Linked DNA regions of Mus musculus: all the other regions are linked to region 1. The links are chromatin contacts, called in public ChIA-PET and HiChIP or PLAC-seq maps. All regions are on one chromosome and are shown on one strand. Each heading gives the region's core, a stretch centred on a gene start, on an enhancer-like site or on the middle of the called end of the contact. The rest is flanking DNA. Distances are from core to core; before and after follow the strand shown.

Region 1 (2,700 bases), core at 131-2,630:
TATATCTAGCAGAGAGGATATATCTAGCAGAGAGGATATATCTAGCAGAGCACCGGGAAAGCAAGCTTCTTGTGAGGACAAAGAGCAGCTCAGGGGCTGGAGTGAAATAGCCACTTGAATCCACATGTGTGAAGGAAGATTGCATCGTAAAGAGTCAGAAACAGAATCCCGTGTATGAAATGAGGAGCTGAGCCCTCCTCTATCCTCTTGCTCCCCTTGGATTGTGTGTCTTGTCCTCAGAACCATCTCCGAAAGCTGTTATCGAAGCTCTACAAATAAAGGCTCAGGCAGGTAGACAGCCCCTGGGGAGCCAGAGGCTCACTCAGATCCACCACCCTGCCCTTTCTACGTAACCTCTGTCTTCTGCCATTGGATCCACCAGTGCAGAAGCAGCACTTTGTGTCTTTAATACTCTCAGCAGATTAGTGGCTTGTGCAAAAACATAGGACTCTAGAGACAGACACTTGTACCTGGATTCTTACTGTGGAAATGGGGCTTGACTAATTCACAACTGTTGACTTCTAGTTTTCACATGACCAAACTTTTTAATATCTAGATTGATCCTTTGATTTAATGACTAAAGTTACAACAGTGGGCCACTCCTTCATATGAAAGATTAGTCTATGGAGCTGGATGTTGAGGATGAGGCTCACACCCAGTTCTTTCTCTGCCCCACAGTTGGTTCCAGTGCTGGGGCACCTCACTACAGCTCACTGCTCTCATAAGCCCGAGAGCAGCTCTGCACCTTCTGCACACGGGTGCCAGGCCATGGGCGGGCTCCTCACATGGGCGGGCTCCTCACATGGGTGGGCTCCTCACATGGGTGGGCTCCTCACATGGGCGGGCTCCTCACATGGGCGGGCTCCTCACATGGGCGGGCTCCTCACATGGGCATGCTCCTCACATGGGCATGCTCCTCACATGGGCATGCTCCTCACATGGGCATGCTCCTCACAGCTGACGTGTTTTCCAGAGTCCACAGCTCAGTAGCCTGCTACCCAGCAGTGCTTCCAGCCCAAGCGTCAGGTTTCAATCTTACAATCTTACTGAAATAATATTTTCTTTAAACTGGCCTCCTTGAGATTTTGAAAATTGAACAGTTCCTATTTATGCAATATTATGTTCAGAGTGGTAGTTTACAGTGTGAATAAAAACTCTCATTTGCATGGAGAGAGTGAATCTTTTTTGTTGTTACTTTCACTTTTCCAGTTAAGACTGCTTTCTAATGAAAGGCTTGATGAGGGGATGAGAGAGGGGTGTGTGTGAGTGTGTGTGTGTGTTGGTGTGTTAATGTTGTGTGTGTGTGTAGTTAGTTGAGACAGAGTAGTTTTAATGTGTCAGTTCGTGTTAATTCTGTCTCCTTTGAAGGCTGAAGTTCAGGATGTCAGGGTTATGAGGAACTGGCTGACTCGTGCGCTAATGCTGCAGACTGTTCTGTGACATGCGCTGTTGATGTGATCCATGGTTCCTGTAACACATCACGTAAACTGCTGAGGAGAGGCTGGGGACTTGCGTCCCCCTTGCCTATTTCTAAGTCTTGAAAGCTGTTTTTCTAAACAGCTTTTAATAATAAGGCAGTTTATTGATACTAAGTTCCACTGAATTTTATTTATATGTATATAAAAGTAAACCATGAACTCATTAGTATTTTCATTGCTGGTAATACTTTGTTTTCTAAAGAGTAGAGTTTTCCTATGAAATCCACCATAGTGATCAGTAGGACCACATTTTGATACAGGAAAAGTCCTGGTATAGAAAACAGCACTATAGAGGCAGAAGTTATTATTCACACACTCACAGTAGGGCCACCTTGCCCCTGAGGATACAAGTCAGTATGGGAATGTACACCAAAACAGGGAGACCTGTACTTCCAACAGAAATTTGCTTTCTCCATTACAACAAAAGCTAATTGTATTATGTGATATTTAGGCTTCTTTGTCTGTTATGCCAATACTGATAAAGTTTCTGACTATCTTTAAAAAAAAAAAAAAAAAACAGGCAGTATGTGTCTTTAGAGTATAGTTGAATAGATAGTTTACTTAAAAAGAAAAAAAAAAAAAAAAAACAGCCCAGGCTTCTTTCATGTAATGTTTCAGTTTGACAATTTTAAAAAGTACATTGTGGGATATTTATAGTATTTTTCGATCTATTTTTGTCAGTAGACTAGGAGTGCTAACTGATTTAGGGCACAGGGGTTAAAAACAGGAAATGTGGTGTACGAAGTAGGTTGTCTCCAGACTTTCCAATTTCTTGAAGTATTACCTACCGGGGAGTGCCGGGTTTCAAAACAACACTAGCAGAGAACTTTGAGTTTGTCCATAGAGAAGCAATGTCTGTTGTGCCAGGAAGTGGTTCACGGGAAGGAAGGTCTGCATTCTTGGTATGGCTTCACATGGTACGGCATGCTTTCTGTAACTCCTTTTGAGACTCCAGACAGGCAGAGGAGTGAAAGGCTTGGCTTCGTCCACCTTTACATTTTGCTTAAAATGCTACTTGATTTTTTTTTCAATGAAAAGTTTTGTCAAATTGCTGTTTAAAAGTTTTCAATGAACTGTTGAGTTGGGACATGTTGTAGCACCAGGCAACCCATGGTTAAAATGCATGGAGAAGCAAGACCTCTGTTTCCTGTGGCCTTTTGAATGACAGCTTGGCAGAATCTACCAAGACTGAAAACCCTCCAACGCAGCAGTTCCACCTCTA
Region 2 (2,700 bases), core at 115-2,614, 140 kb before region 1:
TGTGAGTTTTCCAGAGCCACCATTCTGGCTTTGATGATAGGCAGCCTTACCTGACAAATGGCATGTCACTGAGACCTGAAGGGTTTTGTTTCACAGTGAAAGGCTCCGTGACTGCCAGAGATTTCTTACAGTATTTCCTTAGGACCTCTGCTGCCAAGTCTCTTGCTCACGAATAAAGAGTGTTCCCTTGATCTTCAAAATGGATGGTCTGGAAACACTTTGACGTATCTTCTCACAAATAGGAGAGAAAAATGAAGCCATACAATATCTCTTAATTCATAGTGCCTGTACGACACCCTCTTCAGTGTATGTACTGAATGAAGCATAAGGTATGCTTCACAGAAAGATATCTGAAAAAAAAATAGCTTAGGCCAGTGGCTCTTAACCCCCCTGGGGGAATGATCTTCACGCAGGGGTTGTTTAAGACCATCGGAAAACAGATATTTACATTGCCTTCATAACAGTAGTAAAATTACAGCTATGAAGTAGCAACATAATAATTTTATGGTTGGGGGTCACCACGATATGGGGAACTGTATTAAAGGGTCTCAGCATTAGAAAGGTTAGGCTGTTATTGGTCTTAGATAATGGGCACCCCGTAGCTACTTCTCTCCACAGTCATGGCAACACAACCACAGGTAGACCCTATGCTTCTGCCATTATCCTCTGCTGAAGATCACTGTCCTTCGTTCCTGCTACAGAGGAAGCCACAGGGATATGTCTGCTTCAGTTCAGCTGGCCATCTCCAGAGTCCACAGGAGGGTACCTTCAAACCTTAGGGCTTATGGGCTGTAGATAGCAGTCGTTTCTATAATATGGGGGTCTTGTGAGTTTGCAAATCAATTTGCCACTCAGACCCTTGGGACCCCAAAGCTCTGACCTGTGAGAAATCTTAATAAGGCGGGCACTCCTGGCTAGATGCAGTCCTTTGACTGAGGTTTGCCTCTTGACCTGGTGCTGATCCCTGACCGCTGTGGACTCTTGGGCAACATCTACTGTGACTCTAACCGACTGTATCCTCTTTACCCCTCCCCTCTTTTTCCTCCCCGAATTCCACCCTTCCACTTTCTCCCTCTCCTCCTTTCTGCTTCCCTCCTTCTTTTCTCCCTTTCCCATCAATTCCTCTTCTCCTTTCCACCTCTCCACCCTTCTCTCCTCCTCCCTCCCCACTTTCCCTTTCTTCCCTCTCTGTCCACTTCCATGCCGTCGATATCCTCTAACTTCCCTTCTCCATAGTCTGGTCCTCCTTCTATTCCTTCCCCTCTGGGAAGAGGCGGTCCATCCAGCACTCGGTGCTCGGCTAGGCGGCGGATCGACGCGCTCGGCGCTCGCGGCGTGCGGAAGTGCGGCCCTAGTGCTGGCTGCGGCGGCCTGGAACCGGTTGGCTGGGACCTGACACCGCCTGCAAGCTGCAGGTGAGTGTCGCGTCCTGGGTGAGGACGCCCCGGGTCCGGAGTGGAATTCCGCGGTGGCACGGGACCGTCGGGGCTGGGCGACCTGGGGAGGCGCGGTGAGGGACCCGGGGCGCGGGGCTGAGTGTGGGAGCCGCGGGCCGAGCCTTCCCCACCCGCCTCCGCGCAGGCCGCCGGGCTGGACCCGGAGGAGCGGCTGGTGTGCAGGGTCTGCTTGGAATCTGTTTAAGTCCCCCGCGCTAACGTGGACGGGAAGCTTGAATGGTTTCCTTTACTACTCTGGGAGCAGCAAGTGCGGGTTCAGCCACACCTCCATTCGGCCATTTGAATGCCTTACACTAAAAACACTAATGGCAACTGGTTATCTCTCTACTAACTTTGTTTATAAAGCTTAGCTTGTGATGGCCCAGGCTTGGTAACAGATTCCCCCAATGGCAAGGAACTGAAAGTCAAAACAAGAATGATCTAAGTGTGAACAATTTGTGATTCGAAAGGTGACAGAAAGACGCTGATGTGTGCTTGCCTCTTACATGTTCTCTTTTGTTTGACACAGTAGACAGTATTTTTAAGCAGGGGAACCTCTGTTTGTTGGAAACAATTTTTGGAGTTATTAGAAAGTAGTCCTTTTTTTTTCTTTTTCAATTATTTAATTTACTGTACCAGACATTTTGAACTATTACCTTCCAAAAGGTGATACCTTGAAGATTACATTCAAAACATTTGTAAAGGCTGTATTCTAGTATGGGGCTTCTTCAACTTTTGCCACCAAAAATTTATAAAGAATTTCCATGGTTTTATATGTAAGTTTATAAAATAGGTAGACAATCTATGTATTCACTATCTGTAAATCACAAAGCTTTTTATTTTAGGACAATTTTTGTATACATCAAACTTACCATTTATTAAAGATGAAAGCATAGAGTTGGATAACTCGGTTCTTTTCACATACATAGTTAAGTCTTGGTTTAATATTTGTAACTACGGGACACTGAGCATCTTCAGGGCTTTCCAGAGCTGATTGATTATTTTAATTTTCTAATCATCGGTAGGAAGAGCAGTTCTACATACAAATACATAGTACACAGTGGTAGAAGGACAGTTAGAAACATTTTGGAGATTGTTGCAAATTTGTCCTTACTCCCAAGCCGAATCCATTGGTGATCTTTTAGAACTTCAAATCAGCAACGTAAAAACCAGTTTTTCAGATTAAAATTCGGACACAACACGATTTAAAGACCCAATCACTTGGTGATTACATGCTGAAGAATGCCAGTAGGGAAATGTGAAT
Region 3 (2,700 bases), core at 40-2,539, 220 kb after region 1:
ATTGGTTGTGCAAACTTTATATGCCTCAGTACAGGGGAACGCCAGGGCCAAGAAGTAGGAGTGGGTAGGTAGGGGAGTGGGTGGGGAAGCATGTGGGGGACTTTTGGGATAGCATTGGAAATGTAAATGAAATAAATACCCAATAAAAAGTGAAAAAAATAAATCTAAAAAAATAATAAAATAAAAATAAAAAAACATAATCACAGGTCCTATAAAAATAAATGAAATAATTCTTAATTTTAAAATATGTGAATAAATGCCGTGACTAGACACTTTAAAAAAAAAAGGAAAAATGGCTATTATAATCAATTCAGTAAAAATTCCAAGAGTTATACATATGTAGGGAAGGAATTAGGAATTATAAGGTAATCTTACAAAATTGTTAGAACTGTTCTTTCACGAAGTAATGTTGGATACAAGTTGGTAAACCATCGAATCACCCATCACAAGGACAGTGTGCAGTGTGCCATCTGAAGTCCTCCTGTTAGAAACAAGGATGGAATATGGATGGGAACATCAATACTCGGCAGCATGTTTGCAGTGGTAACCACGGTAGGTGTTTATCAAGCTCTGTGGACAAAAGAAAGAGTATTTGTATTTTGTTCTATGATAAACCTCCAGTTCAGGGCTGTATTGTACGACAAAAGTTGTCCCAAGGAGATGCAACACACAAGTCTGCTCACCCCAGAGAGGAAACTCATGACAAACCAAAAACAAATACCAACCAAGTCCAACTTGGTGAACCAGTGAGTTTTGTTGGGGGTTATTCACAGAAATAAGGTTGAAGGAGTTAATTACAGGAGCAGAAAAAAAAACACAAATACAAACTGCATCACCAAATCCCACAGTAGCATAGATAACCCTGGGAACCTGGATCACACAGCACACCCTGTCTGCAGGGAGCTCAGTAAGTTGGGTTGTAGCTCTGGACTTGAATCTCTTCCAGACAACTGGTCTGGTCTCAGAGTCTTCTCTGCAGCTTGTCCTGTCTGAGAGTTACTCTCAGCTTTTTATTATGCTGACACAGACTAGTGAATCTGGTCAGTTTCAGGGCTGAAGCTATTTTTGAGTTGCTTACCTCCCTGTTTAAAAAGGCTCCCTGAATGATGGAATGTTTCAATATCAGAAGAAACTGTTACCCAAGAGGGTGAAACTTTGAAGCTAGAAGCTTAAAAGTAATGCAAAGGCCACATAAGCCGATAACCCTCTAGAAGCTTCTAGAAGCACCGAAGTGCCACAGAGGCATACGATTTCCTACCTTTAACAGTTATGCCTGAAGCCTGGGTGACCTGTAGTCCAACGATAATGGGAATGGGGATGAGTTAACTCAGGGTCAAAGGAAATTACCAAAAAAGAAAAACATAGAAGTGGTATATCTGGGAAGGCAGGCCTCCGTTGCCTTGGACTCTGTGAGAGTGGTTGCCATGGCACCAGCAGTCAACAGGCTTCTTGTGACCCCTCAGAGCCAGTAGGTCTCAAATGAACTTGGCTCTTGGATATGAGCACATGCTTGAAATGAGGGGAGGGTGAGAAGGCAGACCTGAGAGGGCGTGTCTATGCCATAGGGAGAAAAAAACACTCAAAGAGAAGCCTGCTCCAGACTCAGAAAAGCCAGACCATTGCACTTTCTGTCCACATGGCTTCCAAGGCAGAAACCAAGCTTCCATATGCCTATGACAGTTCTTTCCAGAAAATCCTTCAGTTTCCTCAGAAACCCAGATTCCCAGGACCTGGTATAGATGCACCAACAGGGCAAAGATCTGGCTTGGTGAGGTTGTGCTTGTGGTTATCCTTTCAATGCCTTGGTTGTCCACCTGGCTTAATAGACTCTGATCATCTCTTATCATATGAAATGTATAAATAATTTGACCTCTCGCTCTCTGTTCTCCCCAGTGAGAAGTTTCTTTTTGTAAAGTGACTAACCATACTTCTTCACACTTGTCTCTGTGTGGGTGGGCACCCTGTCCTGGTCCTGGTCAGTTTAAACAAGGTAAGTTTCTTTTCTGCCCTTTGATGTCAGGAAGGAAAAAAAAAAACTGAGAAACCAAGAGACAGAGAGAGAGACAGAGAAAGAACATGCCTGAGAGAGACAGAAAGAGAAAGAGGCATAAATGGAAACAACTACTGAGGGGAGGGGGTGAGAGTGAGAGAGACACTGAGAGAGAAGAGAGAGAGCACTCGGAGGGAAAGCAACTCGTTCTAGGAAAGTGTCCAAACTCTTCTTCCTTCCTTTTAACTTTTGTTTATGAAAGGGAAGATCTTGGTGCTCACTCATCCCAGGTTTCTAAGGTGAGAACTGTTGCTTTTGGGCCTATCTGGGTTCACTGTGGACATGGGTAGGCCACACAGAAAGGAAGGGGGAGGCACTTTTGAAGAAAGATATGAGTCCCTGGCTAAGGAATGGAAGACAACTTACTGACAGTGGGAAACTCGGAAGAATGTGTTCCCAAGTGTCCGTGTGTCAGAAAAACGCAGCTCCAGCTCCCAAGCTGATCCGAGAATGCTCTCCACATTTCTGCTTCTATCCAGGCACCATCCATGGTATAGGATCCAGTGTCACAGAAACAGAAGGGGCGAGGGAAAGGGTCAGCAGTGCTTTGGACCAAAAAACAAATTCTAGGTGCTTGGGCAGAACAAGGGATAGCCTTTACCTCCATCCCGTTTGTTCCCCTCCAAGGCTCGCTCTCTCTCTCTCTCTCT

Evidence for each region. ChIA-PET counts read pairs in DNA pulled down with a chosen protein or histone mark. HiChIP or PLAC-seq counts read pairs in DNA pulled down with a chosen protein or histone mark.
Region 2: a contact with region 1 is called in an RNA polymerase II ChIA-PET map of effector CD8 T cells, with 87 read pairs. The contact joins the promoter of Exoc2 here to the enhancer-like site in region 1. A contact is called at or near these places in 7 of 484 Hi-C or Micro-C datasets (CD4 T cells, CD8 T cells, the HPC-7 cell line and 4 more), 2 of 115 datasets of contacts at active chromatin or transcription factors (the 230-238 cell line and effector CD8 T cells) and 2 of 9 other capture datasets (liver and pancreatic islet).
Region 3: a contact with region 1 is called in a BATF HiChIP or PLAC-seq map of CD8 T cells, with 31 read pairs. The contact joins the promoter of 4930519D14Rik here to the enhancer-like site in region 1. A contact is called at or near these places in 2 of 484 Hi-C or Micro-C datasets (the HPC-7 cell line and bone marrow-derived macrophages) and 6 of 115 datasets of contacts at active chromatin or transcription factors (the 230-238 cell line, CD8 T cells, bone marrow-derived macrophages and 3 more).

What each region holds. Positions count from the first base shown.
Region 1 is chr13:30,833,236-30,835,935 of GRCm38.p6, reverse strand. The region is part of intron 23 of Exoc2 (exocyst complex component 2); the gene reads left to right. Among named protein-coding and RNA genes, the nearest start is that of Irf4, 85 kb to the right of the region's middle. Within about 2 kb of position 1,380, at least 87 of the 459 cell types and tissues checked have an H3K27ac peak or open chromatin away from gene starts, as enhancers often do. A contact at or near this core is called in the 230-238 cell line, CD8 T cells, the HPC-7 cell line and 7 more, where this site is marked.
Region 2 is chr13:30,972,711-30,975,410 of GRCm38.p6, reverse strand. It overlaps Exoc2 (exocyst complex component 2), which reads left to right and starts at 1,364. Exons shown (of 28, transcript NM_025588.2): 1 at 1,364-1,415.
Region 3 is chr13:30,613,632-30,616,331 of GRCm38.p6, reverse strand. 4930519D14Rik (RIKEN cDNA 4930519D14 gene) reads right to left here and starts at 1,289. Exons shown (of 4, transcript NR_045975.1): 1 at 1,259-1,289; 2 at 376-570. Gm35109 (a long non-coding RNA gene) reads left to right here and starts at 1,457. Exons shown (of 4, transcript XR_001780836.2): 1 at 1,457-1,768; 2 at 1,894-1,990.